3 separate regions of the Mus musculus genome follow, and regions 2 and 3 are each linked to region 1. Evidence: chromatin contacts called from public Micro-C and targeted proximity ligation data. All regions are on one chromosome and are shown on one strand. The core of a region is the stretch at or near the end of the contact, and the rest is flanking DNA. Distances in the headings are between cores, read along the strand shown. Region 1 holds the start of Cpeb3 (cytoplasmic polyadenylation element binding protein 3). Region 2 overlaps Kif11 (kinesin family member 11). Region 3 has its middle 93 kb from the start of Btaf1.

Region 1 (2,700 bases), core at 16-2,515:
ATTAGATCGACCAATTGGTCAGAACAGCAAGCAGCTGCCTTGGTGAAAAGGTGGATTTAATTTAGTTTCCAAAAACTCACTGGCTGGAATTTAAACGGCAGAGGGCAGTGCTGTAGACTTTCTCAAAGAGTTTTAGTGGCTGGAGACCCCAGGAATGGGCAACTGGTCCCAGTACAAGCCCAAACGTGTCTGGGAACTTAGCGATCGTCAAGTGTGCTACGTGTTCAATGTTGCATGCTTGTGGCTGTTTTCCATAACCTCTACTCTAGTGTGACCGACCGTTAAGGCTCCCTTGTGGATATTCTGACCTTACGGTTTGGGGGTAGGGATGGGATTGGGGGAGGGTGGTGGGGGAGTTGGAAAGAGAAACGAAACCCAGGCTTTAAAAGAAGGAATGCCTATCCTTGCATTGTGAAAGTGCAAGGGACCAGTCTCCAGAATGACAATCGGGTACTTCCCAGTGGCGTCGCTGTCAACCCCTTTACTACATTGTCCGGGGAGGAGGGGGAGAAATAGAAACTAATACTATGGGTTAACAATAGCGCCTCTTCACCTCAAAAAACAAAACAAAACAACAACCAAAAAAAAAAAACCCAAACAGGCTGGCGGCCAAAGTAGACCTCCCTCCTTTAACTAAGTTTCAAAGTCTACGACCCTGACCTCTCGCCCGCTCTTCTCCCCAGTGCCACCTCCAAACTCAGAGCCCTTTTCCCGGCCTCCGGGCCGTGGAACTCTCGGCGGACGCCAGGATCCCCGCTCTCGGGGCCTCGAGGCCAGCATGGGCAGGCCCAGGACGAAGGCCGGCAGTTCCCGGCCCCACGTTGCTCCTACCTGTCCAGCATCTGTTGAAGGGCTTGGTCCGGCATCTTCCGCGGAGCCGGCGAGCTCGGCCCTCGCCCGCAGCCCCGCTCAGGGCCAGGCCCCGGGACAATAGCACTGAGAGGCGGCGGAGTAGGCCTCAGTCCCGCGGCGGCCGCGGACCCGCCACACAGCCTCCCGGCGTGGCTCCCAGAGGCCCGCGGTGGCGCTGCGCGGCCGGCGGGCGACCGCAGAGGGCGGCGGGGAGTGAGGAGGAGGAGCCTGGGGCCGGGAGGCGGCGGTCGCGGCCCGGGTTCCTGCCGGTCCGCCCAGGGTTCCGGTCCATGGACCGCCGGGGCGCCGAGCTGCTGCCGGCGGAGGAGCTACCTCTGTGAGGTAAGAGTCGCCGCCTCCGTGCGCGCCGGGGTCACGACGCAGGGGCGGCTCGGAGCAGCCTGGGAGATGTAGTCCTCGGACCGTCCCCGCTAGAGGCTGCACAGCCCGCCGGGACCCCCGCCGCCGTGCCCGCCGCCGCCGGGCCGGCGCCCTCCCGTTTCCTTCCTCCAGGGGGAAAAAAAAATGTCCTTCGGGCCGCTGTCCGGGAAGCGGCAGCATGTGGCGCTCCGCTGTCAGTAGCAACAAGGTCAGCGCCCCTTCTCCGCGTCTTGTCCCCTCAGCTCTCGCGCTCAGGTGGGACAGAGCCAGGTGAGGGGTGGCGGCGTGGAGGGCCAGTTTCTGGGCCGGGTCAAGTACGCCGGGCCGCGGCGGCGCGAGGCCGGGCGCTCGGGTCAGCCTCGGCCGCGTCAGAGCCCATCTTCGGGGAGGGACAAGTGGCTTAGTGCGGGGCTGCTCTGGAGGGGCGTGTGGGTAACCCGACTGTTCGCACCGGCGCCTCTGTGTGTGTGTTGGGGACATAGGAGAGCATGGGGGGTGGGACGCGAGCAACCACTTTGCCTGTCCAGGAACCTTCTCGGTTCTGGTGCTGTCGCCCAGCCTTCGAGGGCTTGCGGGCAGCCTCCAAAGGGGACACGCTGCTGAATAAACAGCCCTTGCTTGCTCAGCTGTGGGTTGTCAGGAGTGTTTGTTTCTTTCCGCAGCTGGTCACCGTTAACCATTCCTAAGGCTCCTTGACACTTCTAAGCAGGTGGATCCCGGCCGAGGGATCAAAAAGGGAAGAAGTGACAAATCACGCCTCTGTCTTCTCTGACGCCGGAAGGGATAGCTTTGGAGGGGGGAAACGAGCTGTTGTTGACTTAAACCGATGCGTAATTTGGACGACCTGTGGCATTGTTTAGCGCTGTGATTGGTGGGATGTTTTGCTAGTTTTCCGTTGGTTGTGCCTACGGTTTTTTGGTTTTTTGTTTTTTTTTTTTAAACTTCTACAAAACGTTTGCTATTTCTTTAAATGAAAATGTTTCTTTAAATTTGAGCCTGGAGTGGTTTCTCAGGCCTATAATTCCAGACTTGGAAGACTGAGACAGAAGGATTACCTGGTCTGTATAATGAATTCCAGAGTAGCCTAGGCTAAATAAATAAATAAATAAATAATCAATCAATCAATTAATCAAGGATATGGTAGGCGTCCAATCCCGTAACCCCAGCACAGGAGAGGAGGAGGCAGAAGGATTAGGAGTTCAAGGTCAACCTCTAACTCTAATTAGTTTGACTCTGTCTCAAAAGGACAAACAAAAAGCTGCATAGGCATGGCCAGCAGATCTGGGAGGGTCTTCACAAATTCAAAATCAGTTCGGGTTACAGAGAGAGACCCTATCCCACAACAGTAACCATCAAAGCTACTTTTGTTTGTTTGAGTTTTTCCTTGGCAAGGACTATGTATCTGCAACACAGGGATGACTGGACTTGGAGATCCTCCTATCTAGAGCTCCCCATATCTGGAATTAT
Region 2 (2,721 bases), core at 108-2,607, 180 kb before region 1:
TCTAAGTACACTGTACGTAGTAAGGACTACTGAGAGATACCCTCAGACCAGAAAGTTCCTGAACTAGACACAGTGGGCCCCTCCCAGCGAGACACTCTCAGACCAGCAGAGCTACTACCAACAAACCGCGCTGCCTAGAAGAGGCAGACAGCAGGCCTCCCCCACCCCTTTGTCAGCCTGTTGAGCTGAAGGCAAGTTACACAGTCATGAGCAAATGCACACTGAGGATGGGGAGGCTCTGGTGATTCAGATGTCCTTGTACAAGTGATCTCTCACTCATATTACGGTAAGTAACCCCAATAAAACCCACTAGCTCACCGAGTTGAGCTCTGGTGATGTCTTTACTTTGGTCTGCATGTGTTCTCTGAGGTGAGTAGACATTTGTTCATGAGATCCCAGAAACCGTGTTACACAATACCTATATCCACATAATTAATTATGCACCCATTAAAAAAGAATTAAGAGGGGACTAAAGAGATGGCTCAGTGGCTAAGAGAACTGGTTACTCTTCCAGAGGTCCTGAGTTCAATTCCCAGACACCACATGGTGGCTCACAACCTGTAATGAGATCTGATGCTCTCTTCTGCTGTGTCTGAAGACATCGACAGTGTACTCATACATAAACTAAATAAATCTTTAAAAAAAAAAAGAAGTGTTGATATATAAAAAAATTTTAACATTGCATAGTGTAATGAAAATAACATGCCAAGTACTAGAATTCAGTGCCCCAAAAGGACTTAACTTGGTCTGAGTCCTTAATGAACCCTACATACTACCCATCACTACTGACATTCAGCAATATTTTTATTGACGTGCATGAGTATTTTGCCTGAGTGTAAGTCTGTGCACTGTGTGCAGGCCTAGTGCCTAAGGCAGTCAGAAAAGGGCAAGAGATCCCTAAGCATGGAGTTACAAACAGTTGTGAGTCATCATGTGGGTGCTGGAAATCAAACACTGGTCATGTGGTAAAACAGTCAAATCTCTTAACCACTGAGTCATTCCTTCAGGCCCAGCGATCTTGGTTCGATTGTTTAAATAATGTATGAAGGGCTAGCAAGATGACTCACTGAGCAAAGACACTTGCCACCAAGCCAAATGACCTGAGCTTGATTCCTGCTGGAGTCCACAAGGGGAGAATTGACAGTCACAAGTTATTTTCTGACTCCTATTTGTAGACCCCCTACCCCCAAAACATACATACATACATACATACATACATACATACATACATACATACAAAATAAGTAAACAAATGAGTGTATGTATGTATGTGTGTGTATATATACATATATGTACTAACTAGTTTTGTGTCAACTTGACACAGTTATCACAGTTGAGTTGAGAAAATGCCTCCATGAGATCCAGCTGTAAGGCATTTTCTCAATTAGTGATGGGGGGTTGGGGGGTCCATCTTGTGGGTGGGGCCATCTCTGGGCTGGTAGTCTTGGTTCTATAAAAGAGCAGGCTGAGCAAGCCAGAGGAAGCAAGCCAGCAAAGAAAAACCCTTCCGTGGCCTCTGTATCAGCTCCTGCTTTTTGACTTGCTTGAGTTCCAGTCCTGACTTCCTTTAGTGATCAACAGCAATGTGGAAATGTAAGCTGAATAAATCCTTTCCTCCCCAACTTGCTTCTTGGTCATGATGTTTGTGCAGGAATAGAAACCCTGACTAAGACAATATCTCTCTCTTTTTTTTTTAAATTGTGAAACCAGGGCTGATAAGATGGCTCACTTGTTAAGAACACTGGCAGTGCTGGGCGGTGGTGGCGCATGCCTTTAATCCCAGCACTTGGAAGGCAGAGACAGGCGAATTTCTGTGTTCGAAGCCAGCCTGGTCTACAGAGTGAGTTCCAGGACAGCCAGAGGAACACAGAGAAACCCTGTCTCGAAAAATTTAAAAAAGAAAGAGGAGGAAGAAGAGGAGGAGGAGAAGGAGGAGAAGGAGAAAGAAAAAATTAGGAAGAAGAAAGAAGAAGCAAAAGAAAAAAAGAAAAGAAAGAAAAAACTACTTTGGAAGTCATAACTGGCTTTTTATTGTACCAGATTGTTCAATTTTTATAGTAGAGAAGGAAGCCAGTAAATGAACTTTAAAAATATGACAGCTAAGAAAGGCTTATAGTTCCCACGGTTGCTGCATTTTCTCAAAGGGCTTACCTCAAGATTGAAAGATGCAGGGGAAATGGTTGCAATTATAGATGTTCTTGTACGTCCCCCAAGAGAATCTTGCAGGATTCTAGTTAGTTTAGATTCTCGATAAGGAATATGAGGTGTTCTTTCCACAAGAGCAGTAATAACTCTTCCCAGAGTCAAGAGGGATTGGTTGATATTTCCAGCTTCCCGGGCCCTCTTGTCAACAGCTCCAGAACGCCCAATATTTTCACTTCCTGCAAGATCAACCTTTAATTTAAAAAAAGAAAAAGGTCAATCTATTGTATTTAGATTCAAAGATTTGTATTCTTTTATATATTTTACTCTATACCATGTTCTAAATCATAGTAAAATAAATTTTCACAACAAATTCCTTCTCCCACTTCAAAGCTAGTTGATGAAGTTAACTATGAAAATACTGTACATAAGTGAGAATTTCAGCTTTTCCAGGAAGAAATCAAGACTAGCACAGTGGCATCAAGGCAGGATACTTACCAAATTCAACTTTCCAATTTTAACAAGCTCTTCTCCATCAATTGTTGTTTCTTTCATGTGTATCGTAACAGAAAAAACTGA
Region 3 (2,700 bases), core at 182-2,681, 190 kb after region 1:
CATTTAACTGGGTAAAGCTCCTACCTAGATATTTTGAGTATTGTGACATCTCAGCTTGCCAGGTTTGAATGAAAGGGTAGTCACAGATTAGTGATAACAAAAAAAAGTGTCTTTTTGTTAAAACTGGCTTATGTGTATGGACAATCCTCTCTCGCTGGTTTGTATGCTGTGTCTGCTAACATTTCTCTTTTCTTTTCTAATATCCAAACTTGTCAAACTCAGCTGCCATAGTTTCCATCCCACCAGAGTATTTTATAATTGATACCGTTGACTTTATACCCCAGAGTGGGTCAGGAAGTGGATCCAGGAATGTTATGTTGACTTTGTAAGATTACAATAGTTCATTGGGACTCAGAGAGTTTGGGTGCTCACGAGAATGCCTGCTCCTGGACATTAGTGCTGTTGGGGGTATAAAGTAGTAGGTGTTTGTATTTTCGCCGTGGCAATGATGGACATGATTTTAGATGTTCACAGCTCAGATCTCTGTATTTGATTTTCAACTAACGACTAATTTTAAATGTACTGTATCTTTTCCTACCTGTTCTCTTGGATTGTTTTTTTGCTGGTAACCCTTCCTCGGCTTCTGCCCTGGGGCTTGGACTAACACTGCTTGTATGGATTCGCTACTGTGACTGAACGTGGAGCGCTCGCAGCTACCGCTTAACTGCTTAAACTTTGTAGTTTGGACTTTTTTTTTCTGTAATAACAACTTATTAAATCTAGTTGTACGAAGCACTGACACGTGTCATCTTTTGCTCAGGACGATCTCCGTCTGTTTACATCCATCAGGAAATCCTAACTTGCACCATACAAAACAAAAACCCCAGGTCTTCAAACAGCTCACATATTCCACCAGAGTTCACTCTCTCAGAGCCCACACTTTCAAACGCACAAGGAAATTTGAAACAGAAAGGTACTTGTGGGTTCAAGTGATACACATGGGGGGTGGGGGGCGGTGCTGTTGATGGCTTTCTAGGCCTCCGGCAAGGTAAATTTAAGCCCTGCCCCTGAGCTATTCACACACACACACACACACACACACACACACACACACACACACACACACACACACACACACCCCACCTGATGCCTTATGTTTTCATTGCCAGTCCATTGCCATTTGAGGCCTAATTCCTTAACCAGAACTGTTGTGAAAGAGTATCATCATCTTATGTTTTCACAAGGATACCAACGTCTCCTAAGGTTTTTCAGAAAATGGGGCTTTGGAAAAAAATTGGCGGATTCTGGTCTTGCTGCACGCTTTCTCTGGGAAAAGGATGCGGAACCCAACACAGGGCGGTTCATATCGGTACTAAGGCTTGGGGTCGAGCATGCGGGACTGTAGTGCTCCGGGCTCCCTACCCCCACCCCCACCTCACATGGTCCATTACGTAGTTCGGGATGGGGAGGGAAGAGGGCCGGAAGGGCGTCTCGGGAGGCGGGGCCTCTGTGTCTGGTTGCCGCCCCCACGTGGCCCCGCCCACTCCTCAGCCCAAGTCACCCTCTACGTGTCCTAGACGGTCGTGGGTTGGATTCCCCGGTCCCAGCCCTGCAGGTAAGAGTGCTAGCCTTACCTTGAGTGGCTACAACCACGGCCACTCAAGTTCTCCACGAATGGCAGTGGCTGTGGGCCGCTTGCAGCCGTGGAGCCCGTCGCACCGCTCCAAGGTGGGCCCCCTTTGAAGTCTACGAACAGCCACACGTTAAGGAACAAATTGAGTCCTCTCTTCAGGGTGCCCATTTGCCTTGGACACCCGCACTAGTCCCTTCAGGAAAAGGTTCTGATGTGCTGCCCTGCCACTTGAAGCGGGAGGAAGTATGCGAAGGTGTCTTTGAGACAGAAACTTGTGGGTTTGTTTGGTCATTCAGCACTGATGGGCTGGTGGGTGGCAGGCGGCTGGTCAGCACTGGCCCCGACTGTTGGAGCCGGTGGAGGAGGGCGGAGGGGATGCTTTCCAGAAGCATCCATCACCAATGTGCACCCGCTTTTTTTTTTTTTTTAAAGAGCCTTGTGTAGGTCTTCACCAAAAGATGAAGAGCATCTTTTTGCGTATTCCTTTGCCTTTTGTGTGCATTGTTTAATTCTTTTTAGGACAGGGTCTTAACCCTGGCTGGTCTGGTACGAGCCATGTAGCCCAGACTAGCTTAGAGCATGCAACAACTCCGGCTCCAACCTCCAAACTATTGGAATGATAGATATGCCCCCCACAATCTGAAACCCAAGTTGCTCCTGACAATCAGGTGTGTGGTAACCTGCAGTGGCCACAGCTGGGAGCTTCTTCAATTTAGTTCTGCCACTCACTACCTGCCTAGAGATAGCATCAGCTTTCACAGGTTGAGAGCTCAGTCAGCCCTCAAGGCTACCTCCATCTTCCCACGTTTTAGATGCCAGTTGCTAGTCTCAGCTTCTAACTGAGCAGCTTTAAGCTTGGGTTCACACAACCCACTTTCCGGGCTTATAAAGGGTTTGCTGGTTAATAAAGGATATTGCAAAGGAAGTTGTGTTGGCTAATCTTGTTAATCTGCCATAGCTGAGAAGAGAGAACCTCAACTGAAGCATAGCCTCCATCGGACTAGCCAGTGTGTGTATCTGCTGGGCATTTTCTTAATTGTTACTTGTAGAAGCAGGACCCAGCCCACTGTGGGCAGTAACATCCCTACGCAGGTGGGCCTGGGCTGTAAAACTAGCTGCCGGTGAGC

What was found. Hi-C and Micro-C count contacts between places; a contact is called where the count stands out from the background.
Region 2: a targeted proximity ligation map of pancreatic cancer cells shows a contact between it and region 1. A contact is called at or near these places in 3 of 484 Hi-C or Micro-C datasets (embryonic stem cells and nephron progenitors), 4 of 130 datasets of targeted methods (effector CD8 T cells, embryonic stem cells, epiblast stem cells and 1 more) and 1 of 9 other capture datasets (pancreatic islet).
Region 3: a Micro-C map of embryonic stem cells shows a contact between it and region 1, with 3 times the contacts expected there. A contact is called at or near these places in 9 of 39 promoter capture datasets (the C10 cell line, the HPC-7 cell line, cranial neural crest and 6 more), 5 of 484 Hi-C or Micro-C datasets (bone marrow-derived macrophages, cerebral cortex, embryonic stem cells and 1 more), 20 of 130 datasets of targeted methods (the NIH/3T3 cell line, bone marrow-derived macrophages, embryonic basal ganglia and 11 more) and 4 of 9 other capture datasets (adipose tissue, liver, macrophages and 1 more).

The regions. Positions count from the first base shown.
Region 1 is chr19:37,206,036-37,208,735 of GRCm38.p6, reverse strand. Cpeb3 (cytoplasmic polyadenylation element binding protein 3) reads left to right here and starts at 1,265. Exons shown (of 11, transcript NM_001290827.1): 1 at 1,265-1,441. Marchf5 (membrane associated ring-CH-type finger 5) reads right to left here and starts at 1,191. Exons shown (of 6, transcript NM_027314.3): 1 at 832-1,191. The coding sequence starts at 866.
Region 2 is chr19:37,390,322-37,393,042 of GRCm38.p6, reverse strand. Kif11 (kinesin family member 11) reads right to left here. Exons shown (of 22, transcript NM_010615.2): 7 at 2,641-2,721; 8 at 2,152-2,394. Among named protein-coding and RNA genes, the nearest start is that of Kif11, 15 kb to the right of the region's middle.
Region 3 is chr19:37,017,377-37,020,076 of GRCm38.p6, reverse strand. It overlaps a transcript of Cpeb3 not described here. Among named protein-coding and RNA genes, the nearest start is that of Btaf1, 93 kb to the right of the region's middle.